Regions from separate parts of the Macaca mulatta genome. Here region 1 is linked to region 2. The links are chromatin contacts, called in public Micro-C maps. All regions are on one chromosome and are shown on one strand. Each heading gives the region's core, a stretch centred on a gene start, on an enhancer-like site or on the middle of the called end of the contact. The rest is flanking DNA. Distances are from core to core; before and after follow the strand shown. Region 1 has its middle 16 kb from the start of ATP5PO. Region 2 holds the start of SLC5A3 (solute carrier family 5 member 3).

The links. Hi-C and Micro-C count contacts between places; a contact is called where the count stands out from the background.
Region 1: a contact with region 2 is called in a Micro-C map of CD4 T cells, with 9 times the contacts expected there. The contact joins the enhancer-like site here to the promoter of SLC5A3 in region 2. A contact is called at or near these places in 6 of 14 Hi-C or Micro-C datasets (CD4 T cells, cortical neurons, fetal cortex germinal zone and 3 more).

Annotation. Positions count from the first base shown.
Region 1 is chr3:13,457,842-13,462,147 of T2T-MMU8v2.0, forward strand. No RefSeq gene overlaps it. Among named protein-coding and RNA genes, the nearest start is that of ATP5PO, 16 kb to the right of the region's middle. Within about 2 kb of position 2,725, at least 14 of the 40 cell types and tissues checked have an H3K27ac peak or open chromatin away from gene starts, as enhancers often do. A contact at or near this core is called in CD4 T cells, where this site is marked.
Region 2 is chr3:13,325,921-13,329,858 of T2T-MMU8v2.0, forward strand. It overlaps SLC5A3 (solute carrier family 5 member 3), which reads right to left and starts at 2,688. Exons shown (of 2, transcript XM_028845332.2): 1 at 2,521-2,688. It overlaps MRPS6 (mitochondrial ribosomal protein S6), which reads right to left and starts at 2,688. Exons shown (of 3, transcript XM_028845342.2): 1 at 2,521-2,688. The coding sequence starts at 2,565.

The sequences.
Region 1 (4,306 bases), core at 1,475-3,974, 130 kb after region 2:
GCTGTCACATAAGTCTCCATTATTTGAATTGTTTAAAAAGTGGAACTTGGGGGTGAAGGGGAGTGTGGTCACTTCTGGACAGAACAATCCCGTCTTCATCTGCATTAATATTCATTCTGGTAAGTCTTACCAGAGATACTACTGGGGTAACTGAAACATTTGTACCTCCAAAAGAGCGTGTGACTTTAAGTGAAAATTGTTGAGCACCAAAGGCCATTCCACGGATTTTAAAATGCCACGGGATTAGGGGTAATCTTTAGCTTTTATGTTCTGCCAGTGAGAGGGCATTGAGTTTGTAGATTCCCAGGCATGACAGAAGCCAAGTCTCAGCTTCCGTGGGACTCACTTTTCATTCTGTAAACAACATACTCAGGCCTGTGCATATCAGAGTTTCAGCTTTACTTCTTTTCCCACAGTCCAAGCTGTTAATTTCCTCACTGTATTTTTATGAGTTATAAAAACATGAAATATCACAGAACTGTGATTACAGCATGACTCTAGATGTCCTTGTCTTTTCCTAAATCAAACTAAGTTAAGAATCAGGCCAACAAAACAATTATCCAGTTGACATGAGACCTCTGAGTTCAGACTTTTCTAAATGGAAGAGGAGGGGGGGAAAATCCAACTCAGCTGTATGTTGTCTTCTTCTAGATGTTTAACTTTTTTTTTTTTTTTTGAGACAGAGTCGTGCTCTGTCACCCAGGCCGGAGTGCAGTGGTGTGATCTCGGCTCACTGCAAACTCCACCCCCCGGGTTCAAGCGATTCTCCTGCCTTAGCCTCCTGAGTAGCTGGGATTATAGGTGCAAGCCACCATGCCTGGCTAATTTTTGTATTTTTAGTACAGACAGGGTTTTGCTATGTTGGCCAGGCTGGTCTCGAACTCCTGACCTCAGGTGATCCACCCATCTTGGCCTCCCAAAGTGCTGGGATTACAGGCATGAGCCACCGCGCCTGGCCTATAATTTTAAAATTATCATATATACCAGCAAAAAGAGTAGAGAGTCTTAATTGAAAGCTTTATCACACACACAAAAAAATTACTAAGTACCTACTATGTGCCAGAAACAGTAATGAGTTCCATGGTCTCTTGTGATGTAATTGAAAAGATTTAACCATTAAAACCATGAGAATTTGCCAGGGACTGTGGGGAAGAGGGAATGGAAAGTGGCCGTTAATGGGTATGAAGTTTCTTTGGGGCTGAAGAAAATGTTCCGGAACTAATGGTGACGGTTGTACAATCTTGTGAATATACTGAAAACCACTGAAATGTACGCTTTAAAAGGGTACAGAAATTTTATGGTATGTAGCATACCATAAAATTGAAAATAATTTTGAATAATTTGAAAAGTGAAATAATAATGACGCATCACAGTATCGTTAAAAGTAAAACTTCAGCCAAATTAAATCTAAACGAGTTTAATTGAGCAATGAACAATGCACAAATCGGGCAGCCCCCAGGATCACGGCCAATTCAGAGAGACTCCAGGGATGACTCGGGTCTGAACAAATTTATAGACAGAAAAAAAAAAGGAAGTGATGTACAGAAATCGGAGGTGAGATTCCAAAACAGCTGGATCGGTTACAGCACCGCGTTTGCCTTATTTGAACACAGTGTGAACACTCAGCAGTGTATGTATGAGTGGTTGAAGTAAGGCTGCTGGGATTGGCCAAGACTCAGCAATTGTTACAGCTGCATACTCCTAAATTAGGGTTTCAATCTCGTCATACTCCTAAATTAGGGTTTCAATCTGTTTCAAAGTTACGTTGCAGTTTGACCACAAGGACTCAAATATGGAAGTAGGAAGTCCGGGGCCAGGCACGGTGGCTCATGCCTGTAATCCCAGCACTTTGGGAGGGCGAGGTGGGCAGTTCACTTGAAGTCAGGAGTTTGTGACCAGCCTGGCCAACATGGTGAAAGCCCGTCTCTACTAAAAATATAAAAATTCAAAAAATTAGCTGAGCGTGGTGGTGGGCGCCTATAATCCCAGCTACTCAGGAGGCTGAGGCAGGAGAATCTCTTGAACCCAGGAGGCGAAGGCTGCAGTGAGCCAAGATCGTGCCACTGCACTCCAGCCTGAGCGACAAAGCTAGACTTCATCTCAAAAAAAAAAAAAAAACGAAGTAAGAAGTCCTTTTCAGGCCATATCCATATTTAGTTTGCTTTAGCAGTATTTTTTAAAGAGTTAAAAAACATGCCTGGGGGTGAGGTAGAGGAGAAATTCTCTTTCAAAACAGTTTTGCTACTGAGCAAAAACTAGAGTCAATTTCCCTGTCCTGTCACCACTACCCGGATTGGCTGCAGCCCTCCCTTAGCTGTTCCCACTGTAGGCCTTTGGCATCCCCAAACCCCCAGCTTTCTCTGGTTCAATGGACACCCCAGTCCACACACTGCAGTGGAAACCGTCTTAACTGCTTTGCCCCCAAGGATGTATGTTTCGAGAGAACGCTGCCTGGCTTACAACGTGGTTTGGAAATACGCTGCTGGCTGTGTTTTATGCGTTTTATCAAGTGTTTTTAACTTTGTACTAGCTGGAACCATGAAGGGCACAGTTTTAGAAGGTTGAAGTTAAATAATAATTTCACACCAGAAAATGTTCAGCAGGAGCCACCAAGCAGCAAGCTGCCGGGCAATGGTCAATATTCTTGAACCCCGGAGGCAGCCGCACAGCCAGAGTTTGCACAGTGGCCACTGGTAGTTTGGGGTTGGGTAATATAGCAGTTAAGCCTAGGGTCTTTGGAGGCAAGCTAACTGATTGGCCATATAGTCTCGGGCAAGATCATTCACCTCTCTAAACCTCAGTTTCCTCATCTGTAAAATGGGGATGATTTTATCTATAGGTATCCTATAGGTTTTGGGAGGATTGCATGAGTAAATGAGCATGAAGTGCTTAGGCAGTGCTAAGTAGACGCTGCTGTTAGAATTATTATGACTTCCTGAGCTGTTGTTTTCTTACTGTCCTTAAGAAAGGAAGGAAGGTGTTTGCCACATCTAACAACCTTCAAGGATGCTGGCAACTTCCTCGCTGGGTCTATTTTGATTGTCATCACACTTAGACATGTCACATTCTAAACTAAGACATTTCAGCTAAGGGGCATGGGTCCAGGGACATTCTGGGGGAACTTAGTTGAGATTCCAGGGTGAAACCAATAAACCAGGTCTTCACATTCTGCTACTGTTCATTGACTTTAGGCTTTAAGCAATCTAAGCCCCATTTTCAGGTTCTCAGAGACCCGTGCCAGATAGCTCAGAATCACATGAGGAGCTGGTTTAAATAGGAAATTCCTGGCCCCACCCAGGACTACTTCACCAAGCCTCTTGGGAAAGAATCTGCATTTCGACAGGCTCCTTGTTGCCTCTTCTGTGAGCTGGAGAGTGAGAACTGCAGCACTTGGGACAAACACAGTGGCTCACGCCCGTAATCCCAGAACTTTGGGAAGTTGAGGTGGGAGAATTGTTTGAGCCCAGGAGCTCAAGACCAGCCTGGACAACATGGCAAGACCCCAACTCTGCAAGAAATTAAAAAAATTAACTGGATGTGGTGGTGCACGCCTATGGTCCCAGATACTTGGAAGGTTGAGGTGGGAGGATTACTTGAGTCTGGGAGGTTGAGGCTGCAGTAAGCTTTGATCGCACCACCGTACTCCAGCTTGGGTGACAGAGCAGACCCTGCCTGACTCAAAAAAAAAAAAAAAAAAAAAAGTGGCGGGGAGCAAAAAGAACTGCAGCACTTGGACTTGAGAAACTGACCTCTACAGCCCAAGGGCATAAAACTAAGTGCCAGGCTCATGACAAGCGCTGAAGTCTCTTTTTTCTTTATGAATAGAAAAAAAAAAAAAAGACTAAATAAAATTGAAAAATAAACTTTCAAATGCTAACCAAAAATCATGAATGAATAAATGAAGGAGCCACACATATCTGTTTCTTCTTTGCGGCTCCTCACCGTATTGTCCCTGAAGGGGAAAGCATTAATATTTATTGAGGGGATTCTTCCTCAGTACAAAAGTAATGTGAGATTGATGCTTAAAACTCTGAAAACACAGAGAAACACTAAAGAAAAGACAAACAGGCTGGGTGTGGTGGCTCACGCCTGTAATCCCAGCACTTTGGAGGCCGAAGCAGGCAGATCACTTAAGGTCAGGAGTTCGAGACTAACCTGACCAACATGGTGAAATCCCGTCTTTACCTAAAATACAAAAATTATCTGGGTGTGGCAGCAGGCACCTGTAATCCCAGTTACTTGGGAGGCTGAGGCAGGAGAATCCCTTGAACCGGGAGGTAGAGGTTGCAGTGAGTCAAGATCGTGC
Region 2 (3,938 bases), core at 1,438-3,937:
AGTGAATGCTCTCCAAACAGACTAAGAATGCTCTCCAGGCTGAGTACCACAGAGAAGAAACAGGAGAGCAGCTCTGGGAGTCCAAAGGCTGGAAAAACTATAGTTTCTTAACTTCCATATCCGCTGTTAAAGTTGCCTAACACAGCATTTTCCTCAATTCCAAGATGCATAAATGATCTGGAGGAGGAAAGGAAAATATATCATATTAAAGGGGTAAAGAGGTACATTTAAGAATCTAAAAACGTGAAAGATATGCAACTTAGAACTGAGGAGCTTCAGTAATACCGTTCTTGCAACAGAAGCCCAAAGTGCCTCAGGTTAAAACTGTGCTTTCTCCAGGGCCTGCTACCGGTGTGCAAACTCAGAGTCACATTTTTCGTTTCATAAGCCTAGAGTTAACATTTTAAATCCGTTTCCCCCCAAATAGTCCTCCTATTTTAGAATCCTATTTTCCTACACTGAAAGCAAGCAAACTGGTCTAAAACCTGGAAGTCTTTGTTTGTGACACATTTACAAGCTACAGATAGGTTTTTGAACAAATAAGTGAGAAACTGTTGTTTAATATTACTTTATTTAGGTCAAGGATCTCAACATAGCTTCACCATTGTACATAAGTCACCATTGTTACAGCCTTCTATCTACTGCCATGGGGCCTCTTTCTCCAAGAGGCAGTTCACCTTTATTACCTACTTTATAGGGTTTTTCTTTTTTTTTTTTTTTTTGCCCCCTTCCCTCATGCGGAAGATTTACGAGGAAGGTTATTAATTATTTTAACCAAATTACACTCGGTTGATCTGAACTAGAGTAAAAAATGGGTGCTCCACATCCAAAGGCTATGTTATTACAGGACATAAAAAAGTATGGTAAAAGACATACATTTAACTTATACTTGCAGCTATGTTAACCAAGATAACTGGCAACTATGGCAAAAACAAAGGGTAGTGCAAGTCTTCATTTCAAAGGTTTCAAAGGGTTACAGAATGCGCAAATATTATGCCTACAGGTTGCCTCTTTCAGTATCACCTGCTACCTCCCCAAGACAAGGAAAGTAAACAAACGGAATTTCAGTAACAAATTTCCCAGGTTCTACACTTCCTAAAACACATAGGTTAAAGGGAGGGCTTAAACAACTTCCACCTAATTAAAAATCTTCCCTTTTAATAATATTTTGTTTTCACTGCTCCTATCCTTTCCGAGTTACATATCCCGGTAAGGGAGGAGGAGGGCCAAGAGGGATATTCAAGAGGCTGAACAATACAATCTTAACTTCTTCCAAATCCATGAAGAACAAGCTGGGGGACACAATGGCATGCCTGACCAGGCTGTCTGGACCTGATAGAGAGGCACTCGAGTCCTTTCCCAGTTAACAGTATGCAAAGCACACTTCCTAACAATCTCCCGACGCTCCGTGATTGTTAGTTTATCAATTGAGCTTAAGTTCAATCAAACTTGGTAATACTCCTCGCAATTGACCCAGAGCCTGATTCAAACGTAAAAATCCGTCCACCCCTCTAGCGCTGTAGGAAGCTGTGCTTCCAAAGTTCGGACGTGGTACAATGATTTTTGTTTATTACACCTGGTGGAGGAAAAACACAAAACCATACACCAAACTACGTTACCGAATTCCGAATTCACGGGAGAATGGGGATTTCGGCGACGACTTGAGGAGTACATGACCCAGGACAGAGGACGAAGTGAGCTGCCTCCGGGCCGCGGGCCCCTGTCCTTGGCCACGCCGTCACCTGAAGGGAACGAGCTGCTGGTTCGCTTAGCATCCCTCCAAACGTGAAATCATCTACCTCAAGATCAATCAAAAGCAGGGGGAATAAAGTGTCTTCTGGAGGCGCAAGAAAGGCCACAACTTGGATGAATGAAACTGGGCTAAGGGCACCGGGAGCGGGATTTTCGCTGAAGTCAGAAAAAGAAAAGTCAAAGATTTTTTTTAACATGAGAGCGACTGCAAGAGACGGGGATACAGACAACTGCACAAACACGCTTTGGAGGAACGCTTTATTGGGCGCGGACGTTCCGGGCGGCCGGCGGGCGCTAGAGTGGAGGCGGGCGGCGGAGGCCGGCAGGCGGCGGAGCGGGACGCAGCAGGCGGCGGCGGGGCCGGCGACGAGGCAGCTTCACGACTGGCGGGGACGGGCCGGAGCCGGGCTGGGCGCTCGCGCGTGTCCTCCCGCGGACCTTCCACTGGACTCCCGAGGGCCGGCGCCTGGATCGGGGTCGGGGCCCGCTCGGGCCGCCCCGCCCCCGCCCGGCCGCTTGCGAGGCACACCCTCCCGGACCGCGCACACGCGCAGGCACACCCCCGCCTCCCGCGCGCACGCGGCCGAGCCCGACCGGCCCACGCGCGCCCCCTCCCCGCGGACGCCAGCCGCCCGCCCGCCGCCCTGGCCTCCTCGGAGGAGTGCAGGAAGGCCCGGGGTCCCGCGGCCAGGGCGCGCGGGGGACGGCGGCCTAGCGGCAGCGGGGGCGCCCGCGCGGGAAGACCGGCTCTGAGGGAAGGTCACTTACCCGCTGCATGGCTTTCAGGATTAAAGCCAGCTCGTAGCGGGGCATGCCTGGAGGATCGGCGAGTACGGCTCAGGAGCGAGCTGGTTCCCGGGACGCGAAGGGGCGGGACGACGGAGACAGTGGGGACCTAAAGACTGCCGGGCCGGACGGCTCCCAGGCGGCGAAAGCACGCTCCGGCCGCGCGAGCCCAGGCTTAAAGGCGCTGGCAGCTGCGCAGACGCCGCGCCACGCCCCCTCGGCGCGCCCCGCCCCGCCCGCGCGCCCAGCCGCCGCCCCGCCCCCTCTACGCCCGCGGGCAGCCGCCACGCCCCCTCCGCAGCCCCGCACCCGCCGCGCCGCCCCCGCCCCGACCCCAGCCCAGCCCGCCTGCCGCGGCTAGGGGCGGCGCTGCAGACTCGGCCCAGAGCCGCTCGCGGCGGCCGCACGCCCCCTCGCGACCCTGCCTCCCCCTACCCGCCTCCCGCCATGCCTGCTACCTAGCTCTCGAACCGGCTGGAACTTTCTATGCCTTCCTTCTCCCGGGCGGCGGGAGAGTGAGTGCCCGCCAGTGCGCGTGCGCTGCGGTGCGGTCTCGTCCGTGCGCGCGCCCCTCGCCCGCGACTCCCCGGCACTAGGGACCTTCCCGGCGGAAGGCGGGGTCGCGGCCGGCCCGGGGGCTCTGCGGCCAACGGCTGCTCGCGGGGGTTCTGGAACATTCCTGCTCGGGGTCGGTAGAGGGGTGACGCTTGCGCCCCCAGTCACAACCCTCAGGTCTGGCACGGCTGACCAGGCCCCCTACCCGGCGAGGGGCGCGCTGGCACAGGCCGTGGGCCGCGGCGCGCGGGCTCGGGTCTGATTCAGCCCCTTCGCGCTGCGTGACCTTGGGCCGGCTGCCTGTGCTGAAAGTGGGGACCCGATGCTTTGAGTGAGTTGATGCACGTAAACCTCCGAGGACGGTGCCTGGTACACACAGGCACGATATGGGCGTTTGTGGTGTGCGCCTGACCTGTCCCCACGTGTTGTAGCCGAGGGCAGGCGAACACCTTAACCCTATCTCATTTCTTTAAATGTTTGCTCAGCTCTCACTTAAAGGCTAGGCTGAGTGCTTGGGAGACCCTTTAGCAACTATCTGCGGTGGGCGGGGGCCGTGCCTTCTGCACTTCCCATCCCTTTACACACACACGGTTCTCCGCCCTCCAGCCAGTGGCTCTGCAAATGCAGTTTTATCCAGCGGCCTTTCTTAGAGATTAAGTACCCTGCAGCTGAGGCCGCTGCCCCTTGCTTGCCCCATTAAAAGCTCTGTAAGTGGAGTGTTTGTCAGCTTAAAGTGCTTTAATGTTAATAGGTAAAGTTTAGTGAACACTTACTCTGCACCAGGTCCCATGCCAAGGCTGGTGGATGTGTCTCCTAAAATTCTCACAACAGCCCTGAGGTGACAA